Regions from separate parts of the Mus musculus genome. Here region 1 is linked to region 2. The links are chromatin contacts, called in public promoter capture Hi-C maps. All regions are on one chromosome and are shown on one strand. Each heading gives the region's core, a stretch centred on a gene start, on an enhancer-like site or on the middle of the called end of the contact. The rest is flanking DNA. Distances are from core to core; before and after follow the strand shown. Region 1 holds the start of Ndrg2 (N-myc downstream regulated gene 2). Region 2 holds the start of Klhl33 (kelch-like 33).

Region 1 (3,688 bases), core at 202-2,701, 1.0 Mb after region 2:
TTTAGGGGACGCCCCACACTACCTCACTGACTGGGCTAGAGTGGTAAGGGTTCACAACTGACCATGACCTTCAACTATAGCTCCAATGTCAGCATCTTGAGGGGCTAAAAAGGACTGAGGCAGTGACTATCAAGCACTCAACAGAGGGACCTAGATATCCAATCCAATCAATCTCTCTCTCTCTCTCTCTCTCTCTCTCTCTCTCTCTCTCTCTCTCTCTCTCTCTCTCTCTCTCTCTTGTACACAAATGAGCGCACACCAACAATGGTAGATCTAGAGAGCAGCAGAGCACCTGTGCAGACTTGAAAAAAAAAAAAGAAGAAGAAAAAGAAAAAGAAAAAGAAAAGAAAAGAAAGCAAGCCAGCAGCATGGGGTGGGTGGGGTCAATTTACTGAGCTCCTATTGGTTGGATACGGTGAGCGTGGAGGTCAGGGTTCTTAGTCCTGACTCTAGGGTCTGAGAAAACACAGGAACAAGGTGAATGACATGGGAGACGGACCTGGGTCTTTTAGGGACATAAGGCCAGAGCCAAGACCCAGGATTCCAGGGTCACTAACCCTTTCTAATCTCCCCTGAGTCCAGAGAACACGTCCTCTCTAGGTTCCAATCAATACAAGCTGGAGGGGCCTGCGAGGCAAAACAAGCAGGTCCAGGCTGGGTAGTCTATGAAGAGAGCAGAGAGCTGACATGGCGATAGAGCATGACTGTGTCAAAACCTCTGGGTCCTACCCAAGTGCCACTATTAGGTGACCTTGTCCAGTTAGTCACTACTCGGTTTTGACGGTTCTCAGTTGATATGTAGGTAGTACAGCATGACCTTTTCCTTCACCATTTAAAAACAAACAAGCTTCAAGCCTTCATCTCTCCCCTCCACCCAGTGTAATTGTAGGTCGGGTGGAGAAAGGAGAGGGGGGGATAGGGCTGCCCGTAACCTCCGCACTTCCCCGGACTGCCAGCCATGTGCCAGCCGGGAAAAGATGGTTAGGACTTGACTGGCTGCTCCCAGAACACGAAACCTGACCCCTATGAGCTTCTCGCTGCCGTTCCTCGTCCGAACCAACACCCTCTCACGGCGGGCACGTAGTGCCCAGGACCCTGTACATCATCTCAAGAGCGCCCCAAACACGCCCTGCACTTTGCAGCTCTTCTGCCTTTGTGCGCAGCAGCGGAGCTCCTCGCTCAGCCAGCCCCTTCCCCCGAACTACAGCCAGGAGACCAGAACCACGATGCCCACCCTCCGGGCCCGCGCCTTGCCAGCCCAGAGGCGCGCTTGCCCCTCCCCCTACCTGCTGCAGCCGCCGCGGTCGCTGCCACCTTCACTTGCCTTTGACTTAGGTCCGCCCTAGCTCTGGCTCCCCACAGACCCGCCCTGGGCCCGCCCCCGGGCCATCTCCCTGCAGATCCGCCCCGACCCCCCATAAACACGCCCCGTAACTCGCCTGGGCTACCAGGGGAGGGGCGAGAGGGTGCGGCTTGGGAGCACACAGAGGTGATGCTCATAGGCTCTCTGAGTGCTCCCCATAAACCCTAAGCCGTGTGAAGTGGGGTGAGCGTGGGGGATCCCTTAAACCCCCAAATGGTCCCCACGCCCACATCAACGGCGCCCCTACTGTGACCTGGCTCTGCCAGGCTCACTTTTGGCTCTCTTCCTAGCCCCCCAGATTGAGTGGCAGCGACGGGTAAAGTGGGGAGACCAACCCAAGGTGCCTACGTCCCACGATTTCAGCTCCGCCCGCCCGGAAACAGAGAGCTAGATCAAGGAAGGGGGAGGTGGGCGAGGGCCACCGCTCAGACCCGGTCTCGGGGCAGGTATGGGTAGTGGTGACAGCGTGTCTGGAGACGGGGCGTCGAGGGCATAGGAATTCCCAACAATTGGGGTGCTGGTACCTCCTCAGCCGAGTCCCGCCGCTTGCTCTCCGACTGCTCCGTGAGAAGTTGGACAACAAGCAGGGAGTTGGGGGGGGGGGGGGCCGGGAAATGCTGGGGGCCGCTATAAATAGAGGATGAACGAAGGAGGGGAAAGATGATGGCCAACAGCGACTCCCGGGTCAAGGCCCCAACGAGGGGGGCGGGTAGAGGAGGGGCTGGGGACCCCCCAAGGGCTCTGACTCCTGTGTAAACAGGCGCGGAGGCGGAGCTAACTCTGCAAGGGTGGAGTAAAGGGTTTGAGGAGGACTGGATGTCCTGGGCTGAGACCCAAGAGACCCTGTGGCTGAGGCGCTAACCCCTCCTAGTCCAACCCCGAAAAGGAGGGCGAGGTCAGCTCTGAAAAGCTGAGTGGCAGTACCCTGCTGCCGATGCCTCCTGAGCTGCTGTCTCCTGGGCTGGACCCTCGGTGCCTGGTGGGTTTACCATCCTATCCTAGACTTCCACAAGATTCACATCTGAGACACGTCCTCCCTGTGCTCTTTAAAGAAAGATTGCTGAAGTGGAACGGTTGATGGACTGGAAGTTGTGTTAAGCAACCAGATTGTATTTCCCCACTTGCCCTCGTTCTCGCACCCCTGCTCCCAGAATCAACCCTGCCCCATCCCCCTTCAGCCTAGTTCCAGACTTGCCATTTAGGGGGCTGGGCGCCAGGCCAGTTGAAAACAATGTCCAATGGAACCGGAGCTGCCAACTGCAACACCAGAGCAGACTGCTCCCCCCAAGACCCCCAGATTGCCCTCCCCCCTGCCTGGGAACTACCCTCACCACGCACAACCCCCCTCCCCAAGGAACATCAATGCCCCTTTCATCCCCACTTGGCAGGTCTGTTGGAAAAGAGGAGAGGCCAAGAGGGAGGAGGAGGAGACCTGGGTAGGCTCAAACCCAGCTTTAGAAAAGAAAAAAATAAATAAAAAATAAAAACCCTAGACCTAAAGAGCTTCCTATATCCCCCAAACAGAACCCCAAGTTTCCCTCTGTTCTTTTCTCCTGCTCCCTTCATAAGAGTTGCCCTAGAAACTGGCACAGAAACCTGGCATCCTAGCTTTCTGCCTAGCCCCTAGGTGCAGGTTTTATGCTCTCCTGAATGAGAAGTTTGCTGGACTTCAAGAGCAGAGCTACATATGAGTAAGATTTTTAGAAAGCTCTCAACAGCCCCTGTGGCTTGTAGAAAGCAGGAGAACCTGGACTGAGCACTTCAGCCTGCAGGCTTCATGTGTCTAAAGTAGACATACTTAGAGAGGGGGAGGGAGAGACTGGAAGGTTCCAGCATCTAAATCCGTCTCTGGGTCAGGATGACTCAGGGGGAACCTGATAACGGGCAGACACGGGGGCTTGGGGAAGTGGGAAATTTCCACTGAGATCTGTTTACTTCCTAGACCTAGGGGCTCTCTAGACAGCTCCTGAGGACACACACACACACACACACACACACACACACACACACACACAAAACTGCCTCTGCCTCATTGTTCTTCACTCTACAGGTTCAAGACTAACCCGAGTACAAGTATGCCAACACGGACAATATCTAACCGACTTTCTCTGAGTCAAAAGCAGTTTCGAACTATGCTTCAAGCACTTTCAGTGTACAAACCACTGGATGGACGACAGTCAAAGAAGGGAAATGTTTTTGGACAGTTTGTGATCCAGGGATTGAAGAAGCATATAAATATAGAAAAGGCCAGGGAAAATAATCTATAAGATCGGTGTATAGAGAACAAGTCTTGTAGCAGCCTCCACCGCTCTCCAGTGGGAGAGA
Region 2 (3,700 bases), core at 715-3,214:
ACCTCACTAAGCACTTAGTGCTGTGAGTGGGCATGTTGGAGTCAGTCTAGGCTGGTCTTGAACTCATGCCAGTCCTCCTTTTTCAGCCTCCTAAGTGTTACAGGTAGAGGTCACAAGGCACTACTAGGTTTCTTTTCTCTTTCCTTTTTCATTTTGGTTTGTGAGATAGGAACTCCCAATATAGTCCACACTGGCCTATGTAGCATAGGCTGGCCTCAAATTCTGGGCAGTCCTCTTGTTCAGTCTCTTTAGTGCTGGAATTACAGACATAAGTCACCACAGTTTGCTTGATTTCTTCATTTGAAAATTATTAGCCCTGAACTAGGTAATCTCTAAGCAAATCTATTGTAACTTTAAGCTTTGTTGTGTCTCCGACAGACTCCATTTCCCAGGTCAGACATATCCTGGTATAACTGCATAGGGGATAACCGCACAGGGGAAGCAGACTGAAGTCTGCTGCCAGAGTCAAACACACCTAGGACAAAGGACACACTGGGAAACTTGTACTGATGGCCTCGGCTGCCCTTTGCTGTGTGCTGAGTAGATGCCAAAAGGCTCTAGCTAATTTGTTTGAGTCAGTCTCTTTCTCCCTGTTTTGCTGCCATGGACTGTACTCTAAGCCCTAGCCATCTGGCTGGAAATTCTAGCTACCAGGGAGGGGGGGGGGGGGGGGAAACTGCCTGAACTATCTATCAGTTCAAATCTGTCCGGGTGTCTAGGAAAACAATTCAACTGCGCATGTGCATTTCTTGGTGGCTCTGGAGAAGCACCAAAAAGGACATTCTTGCTGAAGCAATAATACAAAACTATTTCGCAAGGCTAGGGGGTGTGGATCCATGGTAGAGTGGAATTAAGGCCTTAGGTTCCATCCCTACCACCGCAAAACAAGCAAAACATGCATTTTTGGCAGTTGTCTCACAGACTCTCACCCCGCAGGCGGTAGCCCTCTGCCTCCAGCTCCAAGTCGCACCCGATGCCCTCTCGATACAGACGCTCAATGCTGTGCAGATTCTCCCTCAGCTCCTCTGCCTGGCTGAGCTTCTTTTCATTTCCCCTGGCTTTACCAAGTCCTTCTGGCTTCAGCTGGGCCGCCTTCTTCACCCGGGGTGCTCCCAGCGCCTCTGCAGCAGCCAGCACTTCGTCCTGTGAGGCGGGGCCCAGCACCCCCTCGTAGGCAAAGGTCAGCGCAGCCTCCCAGCCCCTCGGGGTCACATCAAGGCTGAAACTGGGCTGCTGACCCCCACCGCTCAGCAGCCTGCCTCGGAAGAGGCTGCTAATTGCAGCCAAGATCACCCGATGCACCCCATATACCTGTCCCCCCACAGACACCTCTTCATCCAGCAGCAGCTTCTGCTCCCGCAGTCTCTGCGCTTCAGCGAAGAACTGGCAGGGGTGCTCCACGCTGCACAGCATCTCAGGCTCCGCTGAGTCGTCGCTGTCATCCTGCTTCTTCCCTTTCTCCGGAGATGAAGCTAGAAAGGGAAGGTTTCCTGAAACGAAGGGGCTAGGTGGGTCAGGCTCTGCCAGAGAAAAGGAAAACAAGCCGGGATCCTCATCGGAAGAGGGAGACCGGGAGAAGGTTCTTCCGGCAGGCACAGGTAGTTCAAGACTGTCCTTCTCGATAGGAAGGGAGACATGCTCCAAGTCTGAGGAAAGGCTTGCCATCTTCCAGACGCTTGTGAGGTTGCCGCAGGTGCCCAGGCATGAGAGAAGTATACCTGAGCAGCACTCAGGAAAACAGAACTGTCTTCAATTCAGCTGTCAGTCCCTCACTCCGTCCGGTGACACACTAACTTTGGGCTATATGGCGCTAACTAACCATAGGGTTCACCAAGTGCAACAGAACCACAAACGCCTGTAGCCATCTGGCTCAGGACAAAGCCCCGCTTTCCACTCGTTTTCTTTTAATCCCAGGCAGGAGACACCGGGCTTCTGCTTGCCCTCTCTTGAGTTCCCAGTCTGCTTAGGACTGCTGTGTACGGATCCTAGCAGTGCCCGCACTTGGCTAATTATAGCTAGCCTGAGGGCTAAACCCTCATCTCTCAGTGCTGGAAGCTGACACTCAATGCACTGGGCCAAGTCCTGGGATGACTTCCCCTTTCCCTCCTTCCAAACCTGTAGGTCACAAGAGTGTGTTGAGTGGGGAAAATTGCAAAGCAAAGGGAACGCAAACGTTGGGTAGAGTGAGCCAGGCCAGAAGGACTGACTGTTTTCCCAGTTGGTGGCTGGAGGTGACAGGAGGCTAGTGAGGGAGTCTGGAAAGTCTAGACTATAAACAATTAACATTTGACTCATCTTCCTCCATCATAGCTGTGGGATTTGGGGGGGAAATATCTCTTAACATCTGCCTGACTTTGCTGTTCCTTCATAACCCCAGAGGGTGGACCAAAAGCCTAACACTTTACACAGCAGTGATAACCAAACTGAAGGTGTAAATCAGAGATGTGTATTTTTAGGAACTGGTTTTAACAGGTAATGTCTTCTATGTGGCCTCCACTTCCCTTAAGTCCTGAACTCTGGTGGAAATCTCCTGTGAAGGGATTATATGCAGGTACCACTAGGACTGCCAGAAAGTTAAACTCTAATGGCTCTTGTCCTTCCCTAACCGCCCCCCACCCCCCGGCCTCCTGGCCATGCTCTAAGAGAATTTGAACTCACTAGTGGATTTCCTCTTCAGATTCTTCAGAAAGAGGAAGCTTATATCATGTTGTTAGACATGCCTCTAAACCATAGAAGGGAACAGAAGTGAGGCTGCAGGTCCAGTTGGACCAATGCTTCTCAAGGATGGCTTCATCAGGGTGTCCACCAATGGAAGCTCTGAACTCTCTTCTCCCAAGTCACACTGCCAGCACTCAGAGCTGCCTGCTGGATACCAACTGATGTTTTCTTCATACTCCACCCTGAGACTGAAGTCTGCCTTAGTAAGGACAGGGTCAGTAGCCATGTAGGGCCTAGAGCCTGGGTTATAGAAACCAGTTGCCGGGGCTGGAGAGATGGCTCAGTGGTTAAGAGCACTGGCTGCTCTTCCAGAGGTCCTGAGTTCAATTCCCAGCAATCACATGGTGGCTTACAACCATCTGTAATAGGATCTGATGCCCTCTTCTGGTGTGTCTGAAGACAGCTACAGTGTACTCATATAAATAAAATAAATGAATATTAAAAAAAAAGAAACAAGTTGCCCGTCAATTTTCTGGTGACTGTCATCAAATGCTGGTGACTACAACCTGGCTAGATCTTTGGTCTGAACTCTTTGCCCCTTCTCTGGGGTCTGTTTAAATGCAATCAGGCAGGATCAGAAAAGTAATCAAGAGACCCAAATTCCCCTACATCAGTTTCCAAATAACCTTTCCTGAACCTGAATGGTTCCTGAAAGTTTAAGATTTTAAAATAAACAATTTTATGTGGTCATTTCGAGAGGATTTTAAGGTTTGGAATATTTCACTGGCTCTGTATGTATTGGGGTTTGTTTTGTTTTGTTTTGTTTTTCTGAGACAGGATTTCTCTGTGTAGCCCTGGCTGTCCTGAAACTCACTCTGTAGATCAGGCTGGCTTCAAACTCAGAAATTCTCCTGCCTCTGCCTCCGAAGTACTGTGATTAAAGGTGTGTGCCACCACGCCCGGCAAAGATTTATTTATCTATTTATTTTATGTATATGAGTACACTGTCATTCTCTTCAGACACACCAGAAGAGGGTATCGG

The links. Promoter capture Hi-C pulls out the DNA fragments that hold promoters and counts their contacts.
Region 1: a promoter capture Hi-C map of liver shows a contact between it and region 2, with 3 times the contacts expected there. The contact joins the promoter of Ndrg2 here to the promoter of Klhl33 in region 2. A contact is called at or near these places in 2 of 39 promoter capture datasets (hippocampal neurons and liver) and 1 of 9 other capture datasets (pancreatic islet).

What each region holds. Positions count from the first base shown.
Region 1 is chr14:51,912,037-51,915,724 of GRCm38.p6, forward strand. Ndrg2 (N-myc downstream regulated gene 2) reads right to left here and starts at 1,452. Exons shown (of 15, transcript NM_001145959.1): 1 at 1,287-1,452.
Region 2 is chr14:50,895,519-50,899,218 of GRCm38.p6, forward strand. Klhl33 (kelch-like 33) reads right to left here and starts at 1,965. Exons shown (of 4, transcript NM_001370764.1): 1 at 930-1,965. The coding sequence starts at 1,665.